Regions from separate parts of the Mus musculus genome. Here all the other regions are linked to region 1. The links are chromatin contacts, called in public Micro-C and promoter capture Hi-C maps. All regions are on one chromosome and are shown on one strand. The core of a region is the stretch at or near the end of the contact, and the rest is flanking DNA. Distances in the headings are between cores, read along the strand shown.

What was found. Promoter capture Hi-C pulls out the DNA fragments that hold promoters and counts their contacts. Hi-C and Micro-C count contacts between places; a contact is called where the count stands out from the background.
Region 2: a contact with region 1 is called in a Micro-C map of embryonic stem cells, with 2.2 times the contacts expected there. The contact joins the promoter of Ghrh here to the promoter of Ctnnbl1 in region 1. A contact is called at or near these places in 1 of 39 promoter capture datasets (stem cell-derived epiblast-like cells), 1 of 484 Hi-C or Micro-C datasets (embryonic stem cells), 1 of 115 datasets of contacts at active chromatin or transcription factors (bone marrow-derived macrophages) and 1 of 9 other capture datasets (liver).
Region 3: a contact with region 1 is called in a promoter capture Hi-C map of hippocampal neurons, with 4 times the contacts expected there. The contact joins the promoter of Tgm2 here to the promoter of Ctnnbl1 in region 1. A contact is called at or near these places in 4 of 39 promoter capture datasets (embryonic stem cells, hippocampal neurons and stem cell-derived epiblast-like cells), 4 of 484 Hi-C or Micro-C datasets (all in embryonic stem cells), 2 of 115 datasets of contacts at active chromatin or transcription factors (both in embryonic stem cells) and 1 of 9 other capture datasets (embryonic stem cells).

The regions. Positions count from the first base shown.
Region 1 is chr2:157,735,803-157,740,121 of GRCm38.p6, forward strand. It overlaps Ctnnbl1 (catenin, beta like 1), which reads left to right and starts at 1,599. Exons shown (of 16, transcript NM_025680.4): 1 at 1,599-1,757. The coding sequence starts at 1,728.
Region 2 is chr2:157,343,549-157,348,115 of GRCm38.p6, forward strand. Ghrh (growth hormone releasing hormone) reads right to left here and starts at 3,107. Exons shown (of 5, transcript NM_010285.3): 1 at 3,024-3,107.
Region 3 is chr2:158,143,213-158,147,740 of GRCm38.p6, forward strand. Tgm2 (transglutaminase 2, C polypeptide) reads right to left here and starts at 3,180. Exons shown (of 13, transcript NM_009373.3): 1 at 3,079-3,180. The coding sequence starts at 3,088.

The sequences.
Region 1 (4,319 bases), core at 349-2,848:
TGTCCTGCCTCTCTGGAGGTCACAATCTACACTTAATTGAAAGGGAGGGGAAGGACATGCAAATGAACTCTGTAAAAAGCAGTTTACATTGGCTACTCTTTAAAAACAAAAACCCAATCAGAAAGCATCCCTGTTTTGACGATCTCAACAACTTCCCAAAGTAGATAACATAAAATCCACTCTCCTTAACAACACTCACAAAGCCCACGGTGAAACCTTCTCTGTCATGCGTTGTTCTGGGCTTTGAAGATTCGAGGGTGAGGTTGACAAACTCAATCCCAACTTTTAGAGAGTTTGGAGTCCAATTAATGAGGCTGTCAAAACATAAAATGTCAACCATCAAGTACAAAATGACAGATTGAGTCTGTGAACAGTAGAGGAAGTGCTAACAGAGAGAATAATGAGGAGAGGTTGTGGCAGTTTGAGGAATAACAATTTTCTTATGTGTAGTTGGAGGTAGTTGAATGGGGTTTCTGGATGGTGTCTGTTGTAATCCCAGAAGAGGAACGCCTTGACTATCTCTCAATAATGGGCAAATTCCTTCCCCAGGAACCAACCTTTATATATATATAAATGTGTGTATGCGTGTGCTTGTGGGTCTGCACAGAGACCAGAAGAGAGCACCAGATCCCCCAGAACTGGAGTTACAGGCAATTGTGAGCTGTCCAGCATGGGTGCTGGGAACGGAAGTAGACGTCTAGAGAGCAGTAAATGGTTCTAAGCGCTGAGCCATGTCTCCAGACCCCCAGACCCTTTAATACAGCTTGGGTAGACAGGAGATCTTCCAGTTGCCACTGGGTCTTGTGTTAGTGAATACAAAGAAGCCTGGGGGAAAAAAACAAACATGATATCAATGGTTTCTCAGCCACCTATGGCCGGAAGCCATTTTGTAAGCCCAGGGGAAGCATAATGGGAACCCCAAAATGAAATCCACATATACAATTTCAGTATATCTACTAAGTACGCTTAACAAATGAGAGGAAAGTCAAATTCATTTCATAATATATCTTCCTTTACCCAGTAAGTGAAAAAAAAAAAAGGAACCAGTTCAAGTACGAAAAATCCACTGTGCATTTGATTAACACTTAACATCTTTATTAGGACTAGGCACACTTCAAGTGCCCCAGAGCCACATGTGACTAACTATGGGGCGCATAATTTCAAACCTCAGCTCCTTCCTCTCCCTCTTTCCCTCCCTCTTCTCTCCCTGTAGCCCTAGCTGTCCTGGAACTCGTTTCTGTAGACGAGGCTGTCCTCGAACTCAAAACATATGCCTGCGGAGCTCTGCCTGCCTCTGCTTCCCCAGTGCTGGGATTAAAGGCATTCAACACCACCAACAGGCCAACTTCAATTATCTGTGAAATGAGAATGAAAGAACAAAAGTGCCAGTCTCTGGAAGCTCTTTAAGGTTACCCACGAAATGCCAAGCACTCTGCTCTACTCTTGGATAACGGCCTCGCTTTTAGGTTCATCCCCTAAGTATCCGCCCCTTTCCCCGCCCCTTCAGGTTACAGGCGGAAGCAGAATTGTCAAAACGCGGCGCGCTTTACGGCAGCGCGTCCTTTTACGGCAGTGTGGCGGGCTCACCGGCCACGCGCTCTTTTACTCTATTGGTTCTGGGGCCTGGCGCTTTACGGCAGTGTGTCAGGAAAAGCCTCTGAGCGGCCCGTGGTTCGGGAGTTGAGTGGAGGCAACCAGGGTACCCTGTGCTGATTGGGTCCGGAACCATGGACGTGGGCGAACTTTTAAGCTACCAGGTAAGAGCAGTTGGCGAGGCCGGAGGGCTCCTCATCCTCGCTCGGGTAGCAGGGACAGAGTCCCGTCATCTTGCCTCCCCTCGGTCCCTGGCCCTCACTTCTCATGTCACCCGGGCTTGCATCCTGTCATTGCACTTCACTCCCCTAAGCCCTCTGGACCCTTTCGACCCCTTCCTTCTCCAGACCTGAGCCTTGTGATTTCTGTTCCCCACCCGGTAGCCCTCAGCTCCTCTTCCGTCTCGTTTCTACCAATTCACAGGGCTTGGGGAGACAGTTGTGAAGACCCCCGCCCCCCCCCCCCCCCCGGTGTTGAGCCTCAGTTTCTTTACCAAGTGTCAGTGTAGCTTTGGAGAAGTCTTTCTCCCGTCACGGAGTCTCAATTCTTCTTTTAAAATCTATAAAGTGGATGGATGTATGTGAAAGGTCATTTGAAAGTGCAGAAACCTGTGCCCACGTTCCCTGCTATTGTTAAGCTGTTTGGAAGACGGAGCTTGGAATGGGTCGGTAAGAGACCTCTCGACCTCCTTGCTCAGGGTGCTTGTGAGGAACGGGTGACCCAGAGAGAAGAAAGGACTCTCTTGAGGTCACTCAACAGTTACAAAGCTCAAGTGTCCAGACTCCCAACTCAGAGTTTTGTCCCTCTTTTGACTGCCTAACGAGGCTTCTTGTGTCCATCTTTGTTTTCATTAGCTGCAATAGGCGTTGGGACCCATAAACTGTAATTATTCTGAATTAGGAAGTACTGTAATTGTAAATCACACTTCATTTTAAAGACTTAGTATGAAAAAGGTAGTATTTTTATATTGATCACAGATCCTTGATCATATTGATTGAATATGTATGAGGCCATAATATGATGGAGCAGACTTTGGGTGATGGATGAAATAAAAAGTGGGTAAGCCAACCTTATCCACTTGCATTTTGTTCAAGGTGTGATGTTTTAAAAGTGATAGCTTTGCAGTCAAGAGTAGGCAGTGAGAACCTGTGAACTTGAGTTTAAAAGTGATAGCTCTAGGCCGGGCGTGGTGGCTCGTGCCTTTAATCCCAGCACTTGGGAGGCAGAGGCAGATGGATTTCTGAGTTTGAGGCCAGCCTGGTCTACAGAGTGAGTTCCAGGACAGCTAGGGCTATACAGAGAAACCCTGTCTCTAAAAAAAAAAAAAAAAAAAAACTCAAAAAACCCCCAAAACCAACAACAACAAAAAAGTGATATCTCTGCAGGCCAGAGTAGGCGGTAAGAACCTGTGAACCTGAGCTGTTAGCCATGGCTGCCTTGAATCTCAGTGCCTGAAAGTTGGGAGGGAGGCAGCGGCCAGTGGGTCACTGAGTTCCAGGCCAGCCAGGGGTACATACTGAGACACCCCACCACCACTACAATAAAATAAAATAAAAGGCCTGGATTTGGAGCCCCAGGTTGCCTTCCATGCCTTTTGCCTTACTAACTAGTTGTTGTAATCTTGAACAGATACCTCATGGTACCGACCTTATGGTCGGTTGTGAAGAAAGTTCTTCTTCTGGTAAGAGTCTGTTAAGAAGCTGGCGCCTTTAATCCCAGCACTTGGGAGGCAGAGGCAGGTGTATCTCATTGAGTCCGAGGCCAGCCTGGTCTACAGAGGACAGCCAAGGCTACACAGAGAGACTCTGTCTTGAAAAACCAAAAAATAAAAGCAAACCAAAATGAAAGAACAACAAAAAGCCTAGCTATGTCTGGTGGTTGGTGATTCACACCTTTAGTCCCAGCATTTGGGAGGAGGCAGAGGCAGGCGGATTTCTGAGTTTGAGGCCAGCCTCGTCTACAGAGTGAGTTCCAGGACAGCCAGGGTCTCACAGAGAAATCGTGTTCAGAAACCAAACCAAACCAAAAGAAAAGAAAAAAGAAAAGAGAAAAAAAAAGCAGTGTTAGGCCAATGTTTGTTGCAGTTAAAACAGCCCATAAATACTAATATTGGTAGTTATTTCCTTTAGCCAATATATACAACACTGACCCCGTAGATGGAGACTCCAGGCCTGATGAGAAAGAATACATTAAAAGAAAAAAAGGGAAAGAATACATAAGCAACAGATAACAGATGCGAGGCCATAATAGTTTTCTCTTTAAGATATGTAATTGGTGATGAAACAAGAAAGATGGTGGGAAGGTCACCGATGAGTGCTCGTCTGGGAGTTCTGGGCTGGCTAGTCCAGTCCATTGTTTCAGATGTGGAGCAACACTACCAGAAGGGGCCCATTCTTTGGTTACAGATATTTATTGACCATCTACTGTGTGCAATGCACTTGGTCCACTGAGCATATGATGTGGAAAGAAATGAGACAAGGCTCTTGCTTTTGTGTGAAAAGGCAAATATGGTGGGGGAGTCACCAGAGAATAACTAAGGAAGTAAACAAGAACTTCAGATGGCTGGACGTGTTGTGAGGGAGTGCAGCAGGGTCCGCCGCGGACATGTGAGCATACGTGGTGGCTGTTGTGCACATGGCTAGTGCACGTCAAAAGGGGGGCCCATCTGCATCAAGTTCTTTCTTATGTGTAAAGTGCACCCTGCATCTCACAGCCTTATTGTGGAA
Region 2 (4,567 bases), core at 1,857-4,356, 390 kb before region 1:
AGAAGTGAGAAAATAGGTCCCTGAGAGCTAAGTCCAGGGGCGTGACTTACTGTGGCTGGAGGGAAGGCCCTCGGATCTTTCCTGTATGTGTACTTGTGTAGGTGTGTAGGTTCCTGTGTGTTGCAGGTGTGTGTGTGTGTGTGTGTGTGTGTGTGTAGAGGCTCATGTATATCGAAGATGCACAGGTATGCACACACATGGGCAGAAGCCAGAGGTTAGAGGTCAGTGTCAGGGCTTTTCCCCCATCACTTCCCCGCTTTTACTTCCTAAAATATAGGCTTTAAAAGAATTATAGAGGGGTGATGGTGGCATGTGCCACCTTTAGTCTCAGCACTCGGGAGGCAGAGGCAGGCAGATCTCTGCCTCTGAGGCCAGCCTGATCTACATACTGAGTTTTAGGACAGCCAGGACTAGGTAGAGGGCCCCTGTCTCAAATATATGTGCAAGTATCTGTGGAGGCCAGAAAAAAGCATTATATTCCCTATAATTAGTTACAAGTAGCTGTGAGCTGCCCAATGTGAGGGATAGGTGGGAACTGAACCCAGGTCCTTTGCAAGAAGAACAAGCACTCTCAACTGCTGGGCCATCTCTCTAGGCTCTCTACTTTATTCTCCAAGACATTCTTTTTGAACCTGGTGTTTACCAATTCCACTGGATCGGCTGGTCAGCAAAGTCGCCGGGAATTAAACTTACAGGGATGCTGTTTGACCTAGATTCTGGGGATCTGAGTCCCAGTGCTCAGACTTACATAGCTAATTCCCAATTGAGCGCCGTGTCGTCTGGTCCTTTGTGTGCTTCTCGGATGGATTGATTGATTCCTAATTCAACTGTTTAGGGTAGGGCCTAGGATTCTGGAGTATTAATCAAGGCCCTGATTTATTTTGATATGAACCTGGGTTTGTGGCTCCACCAGCAGGAAATATAGATAATTTAGACTAAGCTATGCAGGATATCAAATGCCACACTAAGGAAGTTAGTCATTTCTTGTTCTCCACAGAGAGAGGCCACTGGAGGCTCTAGAAGCCTGGTGGGATGGTTTGGGAGGCAGAACATTGGCAGCAGCCTGAAGGAAATGAATCCAGTCAGGAAGCCCAGGCCAGTGAGCCTAGGGCCTGAAGCAGTGCAAGGGTGGAAGGTAACTAAGGGAGGCTCCGCAAGATGAGTATAGGCTAGACCAGCACAGCCTGGACCATCATAGCCTGGACCAGCACAGCCAAGACCAGCACAGCCTGGACCAGTACAGCCTTGCCGAGCATAGCAGAGCAGCCAGGTGAGAGAAGTGAAGGGAAAGGATGCCCACTGAGTCTACGGATGACTGCAGGGAGGGTCAGGATGCTTGTGGGGATCAAGGAAGGGATGGGAGCACCATTTGCACATGTTGGGATTGGAGTATCATGAGACCTCCAAGAAACCCTGGGGACCAGGTGGCTGGGTCTGGTCCAGATCTTGGAAGTGAGAGTTGCTTCTCTAAGCTGCCTCCTTCTTCCCTCCCTTCCTTCCTTGAAGGGCACAGGAGTCAGAAGCAGGGTGGGGATGGGGAGACCTTGGTAAATTTACACCTACCTTCAAGACAGTGGAAGTGGATGTAGAAAAAGGGAATCCAGGCCAGTGAGATGGCGCAGCAGATAAAGGTGCTTCCCACGCAGACCCAAGCACTTCCATTCCATCCCTGGGACCCGCATAAGTTAGAAGGAGAGGGGGCAGCCCTGCAAAGTTGTCCTCTGACCTCTACACACACACTAATAACAAAGTCAAAAGGGCTGGAGAGATGGATCAGTGGTTAAGAGCACTGACTGCTCTTCCGAAGGTCCTGAGTTCAAATCCCAGCAATCACATGGTGGCTCACAACCATCTGTAATGGGATCTGACTCCCTCTCTCTTCTGGAGTATCTGAAGAGAGCTACAGTGTAATTACATAAAGATATAAAAGGAAGGAAGGAAGGAAGGAAGGAAGGAAGGAAGGAAGGAAGGAAGGAATTGAAAAGATCCCAGGGAGGAAGCAGCTGCTCTGTCAGCCTGGACCCAGAGGAGCAGATGCTCATCCCATAGAGATGGGATCTCAAAACTAAGATTCTCTTCTTGTCTGAGTCTCCCAGAGGCAAACCCCACCCTCAGGTTCACAACATCCAGATCTGAAGCCTGGGGGGTGAGAGGGAGAAGAAACAAATGGGTCCCTGCAAGAGAGGAGGGCAACTGCTTAGTGGGAGAACCCCGACGGAGCATCCCTGGGGTCCCGGGTTCCACCCTCAGCACCAGAAAAGGAATGAAGATCCGTGAGAGAAAGCCGGAGGAGACTGACAATTTCAGCGAGCAATTGTGGTGTTTGTCATCTCCCTCACTGGACTGTTTTGAAGCAAATCCCAGACTGGTAAATATTTCAGCACGTATCTCAAGCAAGAGAAGGGTTCTTTCTTTAACAGAGTCACAATCCCATTATCATCCTTTAAGGAAAGAAAGAGTCTAACGGTAATTCCTATAGAGGGCAATTTGACGAAGCCTCAGAATGGAAGCCAGGCCAACGGTCCTTAAGCCACAGCCATCACAAACCCATGATAAGGAATTTAAATTCTCCCAAGATAATTATAGCCAAGGTGAAGAGGAGATTGGAAAGGCAGGGATTTTAGAAGCTTTTGGGGGGGGGGCCTGGGAAGGAAATGTTATTTTAAAGGGTGGTGGGAATGAGGTATAGAAACATTTGTAGAACATAAAAGAAAAACGGTTTTCTTGATTCCATTTTTCTCACCCAGGGGCCTTTAGTCATAAATAAGAAACGGGTACCAGGTCTGAAGTGAACCAAATCAGATAAAAATAACAAAAGAGGAATGGCTAAATGCAACAAAAGAGATGGACCCAGCTCATTTCCCACCCAGGCTATGCAGTTCCGTGCACTTCACAAGGAAGGGTATTTAGCCATATTGCTGTTCATCAGAGGTCTGTGAACTCCTATGAACCAATTAGTGAGGATATTGTCCCTCAGTAGCGGCAGCAGGAGAGCTAGGTTCAAAATTTACATGTCTACTTACTCTGTGATGTTGTGGGAGCCAGATGAGCAGGGAGCCGCAACCAGGAGAGACCTGCGACCTGGAGAGCCGGCCTGGATCACCAGTGATGCCCAGGCCCTGACGATCTCATCTTAAGGCCAGCAGGAGCAGGACTCCTCCTTCTCTGCCCTGGGCCTGTATGTTCCAGAGCACGTACATGGCCTTTTGGCTCCACTTCTGCTACTCTGAGGTAGTCATCACCAGTTTTCGGGTTATAGGTTAAATTTCCTCTCTGAGTAAGGTCATGTCCAGATAGCAAGCACCTCAGGTCCTTTTCATGCAAATAAAATATTCCCTTCACTGTGGCCTTGGCCAGTGATGCACATTCTCTCTGAGTGCCCCTACTCACTCCCCAAAAGTTTAAATAGCATTTGTGCTCCTCAACTGAATGAGTTGCTCAGTAAAGCCTGCCTCCAGAGTCTGTTCGTTTTGTTTTGTTTTGTTTTGTTTTGTTTTGTTTTGTTTTGTTTTTTCAAGACAGGGTTTCTCTGTGTAGCCCTGGCTGTCCTAGAACTCACTCTGTAGACCAGGCTGGCCTCGAACTAAGAAATCTGCCTGCCTCTGCCTCCCAAGTGCTGGGATTAAAGGCATGCACCACCATTGCCCAGCCAGAGTCTGTTCTTGTTGGGCTCACAACAGCCTGAGGTTTCTATCACCTCCAGCCATTCCTGCCTTGATTTCCCATTTAGGCCACCAGTCAATTCCCTGGCATCGTGCCAATCAGGGAAGAGGAGCAGGTGGCACTGTTACTCTTTAATATTGGGCAAGTTAGAGCCTCTCTCTGAACTGATTTGTGAACCGAAGGTGGTAGACTCCAGATTTGATGCGCCAATAAACTACCTAATAAAGCGGTGTGCAGCTCCTGGGGTTCAGAACGTGTTCCTGGGACTTGGCTCGGTGTTCCGTGGCATCTGCAGAACGCTCCAATAAGCTCAATGAAAGGTGCCATGGAGACGCCTTGTGCTTATTATGCCGGTTCGTGCCTTGGAAAACAGTCAGGACTGTATTCTACGGACCCCTGGAAAGAAAACGGAAGGCAGCCCTTGGGGAGCCCCTAGGAGGTGGCTAGGAAGGCGTGCTGTCCGGATGCCGCTTCCAGCCATCCACAGATGGGCTGGGTTGCCCAAAGCCCAGGAAACAAATTGAACAAATCAGCTAAAATGACTGTCCAGTGTCCCGTTTCCACACACCATGGCACAGAAAGGGATTTGGTGGGTGGTTGCCAGGGACCGGGGACTGCAATGAAGCTAGAAGAGCGGGGCCTGACCGAGCATGCCGGATGTTGCTGTCCTCTGTTTCTGGATCCTGGGACAGGGGCCTGTGGAATTGTGTATGTCCAGAGCCTTAAGAACTGGTGTTGGAGAGGAGCCAGACAGAGTAGGCGAGAAACAAAACAGACTCTGTCCTATGTGCAGAAGAGAAGCCCTTTTCCCGAGTGAGTCTTGCTTCTGACAGGCTGCGGCATCTGGAGAGAGGAGACTCGACTCCAGCTGCTCCTGCTTCTATTTCTAGTTCCTCCAGTGGGC
Region 3 (4,528 bases), core at 1,930-4,429, 410 kb after region 1:
TCCCTCAGCAAGCTGTGGTCTCAGGTGATACAATCCTACTCGCTGCACCCCCTGTGACCGTCTCTCATCCCTGGTGACACTCTCTCACCTCTATAAGGCACAGACAGCCCTGACCCTTGCAACCCACAGCTTCCCGTGGTCGTAGGCAAGGCTAAGGATCAACAGGGCTTTTGATCACAAGCCCTGTTGCAACGGGAGAGGCCTCTCGTGATCTCCAGCAATTCAGGTTTCCTGGGCCTCAGTTTCCAGAACCCACCTCAGAGGGCCACGGCAAGCATTAAATAAATCAATGTGAGTGAAGCACAGTGCAGCACTTAACGCTCGAGCTCCTGCTCTGTGCAGACCACACATGGTCACAACCCTCAAGGGTGTTCGGCTTTTGATTTACACAGGGGTGGGATCTGCTGAAAGGACTTAGCGTTTGCTGCCAGAACCAAAAAACTTTCCCCCTCCCTTCTCCTCCCCTTCCCTTTCCTCTCCCCTTCCCTTTCCTCTCCTCCCTTCCTCTCTTCTCCCCTAATCTCCTTTCCCCCTTCTCTCTCCTTTCCTCCCCTCCCCTCTCCTCCCCTCCCCTCTCCTCTCCTCCTCTTCTCTCCCCTCCCTTCCCCTCTCCTCCCCTAATCTCCTTTCCCCCCCTTCTCTCCCCTCCCCTCCCCTGCCCTCCCCTGCCCTTTCCTCTCCTCCTCTCCCCTCTCTTCCCTTCCCCTCTCCTCCCCTAATCTCCTTTCCCCTCCTTCTCTCCCCTCTCCTTCCCTCCTCTTTCCTTCCTTCGCTTCCCTTCTTTCCCCCCTCCCCCGCTCCTTCCCCTTTGGTTGCACAGGATCTCACTATGTAGCTCAGCCTGGCTTTAAGCTCCAGTTTCTCCTGCCTGAAGACAGCCTGAGCCATCCTAACTTTCAATGTCCTGGAAATAACATAGACTAAGGATCAGGCTCAAGGATGGAACTAGGCGCAGCCAACAGATTTCAGAGTCTGGGAGACCTTCAGCAAAGGAACCTGTTTTCCTTAACATAGCAAATGCAAGAAGAAGAAGAAGAACAGACTAAACGTTTGAAAGGAGACCCTGTAATGGGAAACTGAGGGTGCTCTGCCCATGATATTAAGACCGATTTCACGAGATGATTTTTAAGCGTTTACTGTGAGCAGGAGACAGACGGCTGGGAGTTGAACTGGTGACAGTGGGGAACTGGGGGATTCTGCTGACTTGTCTCCGAGGAGGATCCTTATTTCTGATGCATGTGTTGATAGGCTCACAGCTGATGATGACATGAGGTTTTCTTCCCCAGAGCAGCACAGGGCAGGAGGCAGGAGTGGGTTGGATGGTGAGGGCAGCAATGTATCACCCTATCCTTACTTTACGGATGCCCAATTTTCTCCAAAAGAAAAGGCTTTAAAACGACAGCTCGGGAGTATTAAGGACCTGTGTTTTCATTCTCTGTGTTGCTTTGTGATCCTAGACAAGTGAACCTCAAAGGGTGCTAAGAAGTCAAGAGGGGGGGGAGGCAGCCCCAGAGAGAGGCGTGCACTGTGAAGTTTTATTTTCAGTTCCAGGAGGAGCTGAGGACCTGGGTAAGCACTAGGTGACAGGTGTGGGATGGGATGGGGTGGGGGTGGGGTCTGAACAGGCTCATGGTCAGGTCTAGGGAGTCCTTCTGCTTGAGAGAGTAGGCACTCTCAGAGATTTCAGACCACTGAAGGACATGTGATCCCACTGAGGCCCAGGGTGAGGACTGGCCCAAAGTCTTCCAGCCTAGTTTCCGGGCCCCCTGCTGTGCACAAGTTCCAAATTCAGGGAAACCATCCTGGAAGTACAGAAGGCTTCTACAAAAACCACCTCAAGTGAAAGGTCTGTGGCCCTTGCTACAAATCAAAAAGCAGGTGCCTGGTAATGACCGACCACACCACAGCAAAGAAGTTAACGCCACTGCCACTGAGGCTGGGCAGACCCACAAAATCCTCAACGTTGGAAGGCTCAAGCAGGAAAAAGGCCATTTTTCTAGAAGCCCTGGTGGCAACCATCCCCTGGCCTGGGGAGACAGGGTGGAGTACCCCACCCACACAGGCTGAAGGGTGCAGTAGCCAGGGTTCAGAGTCATAGAGGCCAGGGGGAACCTTGGTGGAGGAAGCCCCAGCAGAGTAATCCGGGGCTGTCTCTGAGGTCCCCCAGATTTTGGGGATAGGGATGGAAAACTGCCTTGCAGATAAGCAGCCCCTTTGGTGACACTTCACAGCCTGTTGAGGTTTCAGAAAAAGGAGTGACCGAGGCCTCTGGAATTTCCCTGTTTGCTTCAGGTCCCTCTGAACATCCCCTCTCTTGCCTCATGTCCCTTCTCTGAGGTCACAGTGCAGGCAGATGCCATCCCTGAATGGACTTGACCTTATAGTCAGCTGGGATTCTGGTCTGACCGTGTTAGGAACATCCTCCATTGTACAAGTCCTGACTCATGTGATCCCGAGTGTTTCCCATGCACACATGTGAGCACATGTGAAGGAGGCAGGCAGGGAATGAACAGGACCCTGGACCCTCTCCACTCTTCTCAGCCCTGTGGCTGTACCAAGGCTGGTCCAACTGCCCCTAACTTACAGCAGAGAACCCTGAGCTTCAACAAGTGGACAAGGAGAATCTGGGCTTGGAGAACACGAGGGCTCAAGAGGACCTGAAAGAACAGGCAGGCCTGGCTTCAGTGGCGCTCCACCAGATGCTGGAATTGAGACCACAGAATCAGCCAGGAAAGTTGTACCCCTTTCCAGGCACAGAGAAAAGCCAAGTGCCCCCTGCGCTGGCCAGCATCCCTGAGTGGCTCCCCTGCACCTGGCACACAGCAGGGACCCAGTTCTTAACTACTTATTGGGAGACCCATGACAGTAACTCACCCTTCCCAGTACACCTTCTGGGTAGCATTTTCACCTCATCCAAGGGGCAGAATTAACGGCTATGCCCTGGGGTGGGGAAAACTGAGGCCAACAATTCAGGGCCAGCAAGGTGCCTCCCATTGGCCCACCTGTCGCTCTCCTCTGGAGCTTTGGAGACAGCCCAGCCTGCTCCCGACTCTACCTCCCCGCGGCCCAGGCACTCACCCTCTGCCATGGCCAGGCTAGCGGCGACAGCTCAGACGCAGCGGGACACTCAAGCGAGGATCACCAGCGCGGTGCTGCGGACCAGCCGCGCGGCGCGAACTTATAGCCCAGGGCGGCCGGGCGGCCGGGCGGGCCCCGGGCGGGGCGGGGCGGACACCCCCGGCTGTCTGTCCGGGAACTAAGGCTGCCGGGAGCGCCCCCTGCTGGACACAGGACGACCTCGGAACAGACACCTGGAGCGTGTGACCAATACCCTAGACACAGAGATATGCTCCACAAGCCAAACCAGTGGCCAAGAACACGCACCTCTCCACACATATACATGAATATACCACACACACACACACACACACACACACACACACACACACACACACAGATACGTATGCACATACATACCACATCCATACATACACATAAACCATCTACACATGTATACTATACACACACATACTGCATGCAAACACATGAACATGCCATACACACATGCACATGGAGCAGGCACACACACACACAACCAAGCCGACAGATAACCATAGAGATCCACACATAGTCCCATAGAATCAACTAACAATTTTGGACACACAATGCTTAAAGGAACATCCCACATTAAGTCACATTGCAAACCTAGAGAGCCAGGACATAGGCATAGCCAGACACGGGGCTGGGTTTCCACGAAGCCACATATAACCCTCAAATGCGTAGGTATCTGGATGTGGGTGCTTATAGACTCTTGGCAGACAGGGGTGCAGGTACTGGCACGCGGACTCCCACAGACACCCATACCCTTCCTGTCCCACCCAGCCACTCATTCCGATAATTCCCCCACCCACCCATTGCTCGCCCATCCTCTTGCCTATCCCTGTTCCCATCCCTCTCCCTGTGCTAGCCCACTGTGAACTACAGCCAGAAGAGCCCAGGGACCACCGTACCGCTGACCCTTCCCATGGACCAACTCCATCCTGGCTTCTCTGATGACAGCTTGCTAAGCTCCCTTACCACCATGGAGCCTGAGTGGGCGACTTCTTGAAAAGGCATAGGCCTGTGAATCCCTCTAGCCCTTCTTCTGGAACACATTGCATGACTGGCCGCTTTGACCTGAGAGGATACCCCCAGACTCTATTTGAGTGTGACTCAGGGTGCCAAGACAAGCCCATACAGTCCTTGGGGACCCCGGGGTCACCCCACTTTATGGTAGTTGTTATAGAAATTGCTCCCTGTGACTGGTGAAGGACCAGAGGGAGGAGTTGGCGAGTGACCACCAGACAAGAGGCAATTCTTGATTACGCATGCTGCCCCTGACAGTTAGGGGCTCAGGGAGGTATCTCGCCTTTGGGGGCCTCCATTCCATCCTGTGAGGAATAAGGACAAGAATTCATTCCTCATGAGTTTGAATGGGGCATAGTCAAAGTGGTCAACACTAGGGACTCTTGAGCCCAGGCTGGCCTAA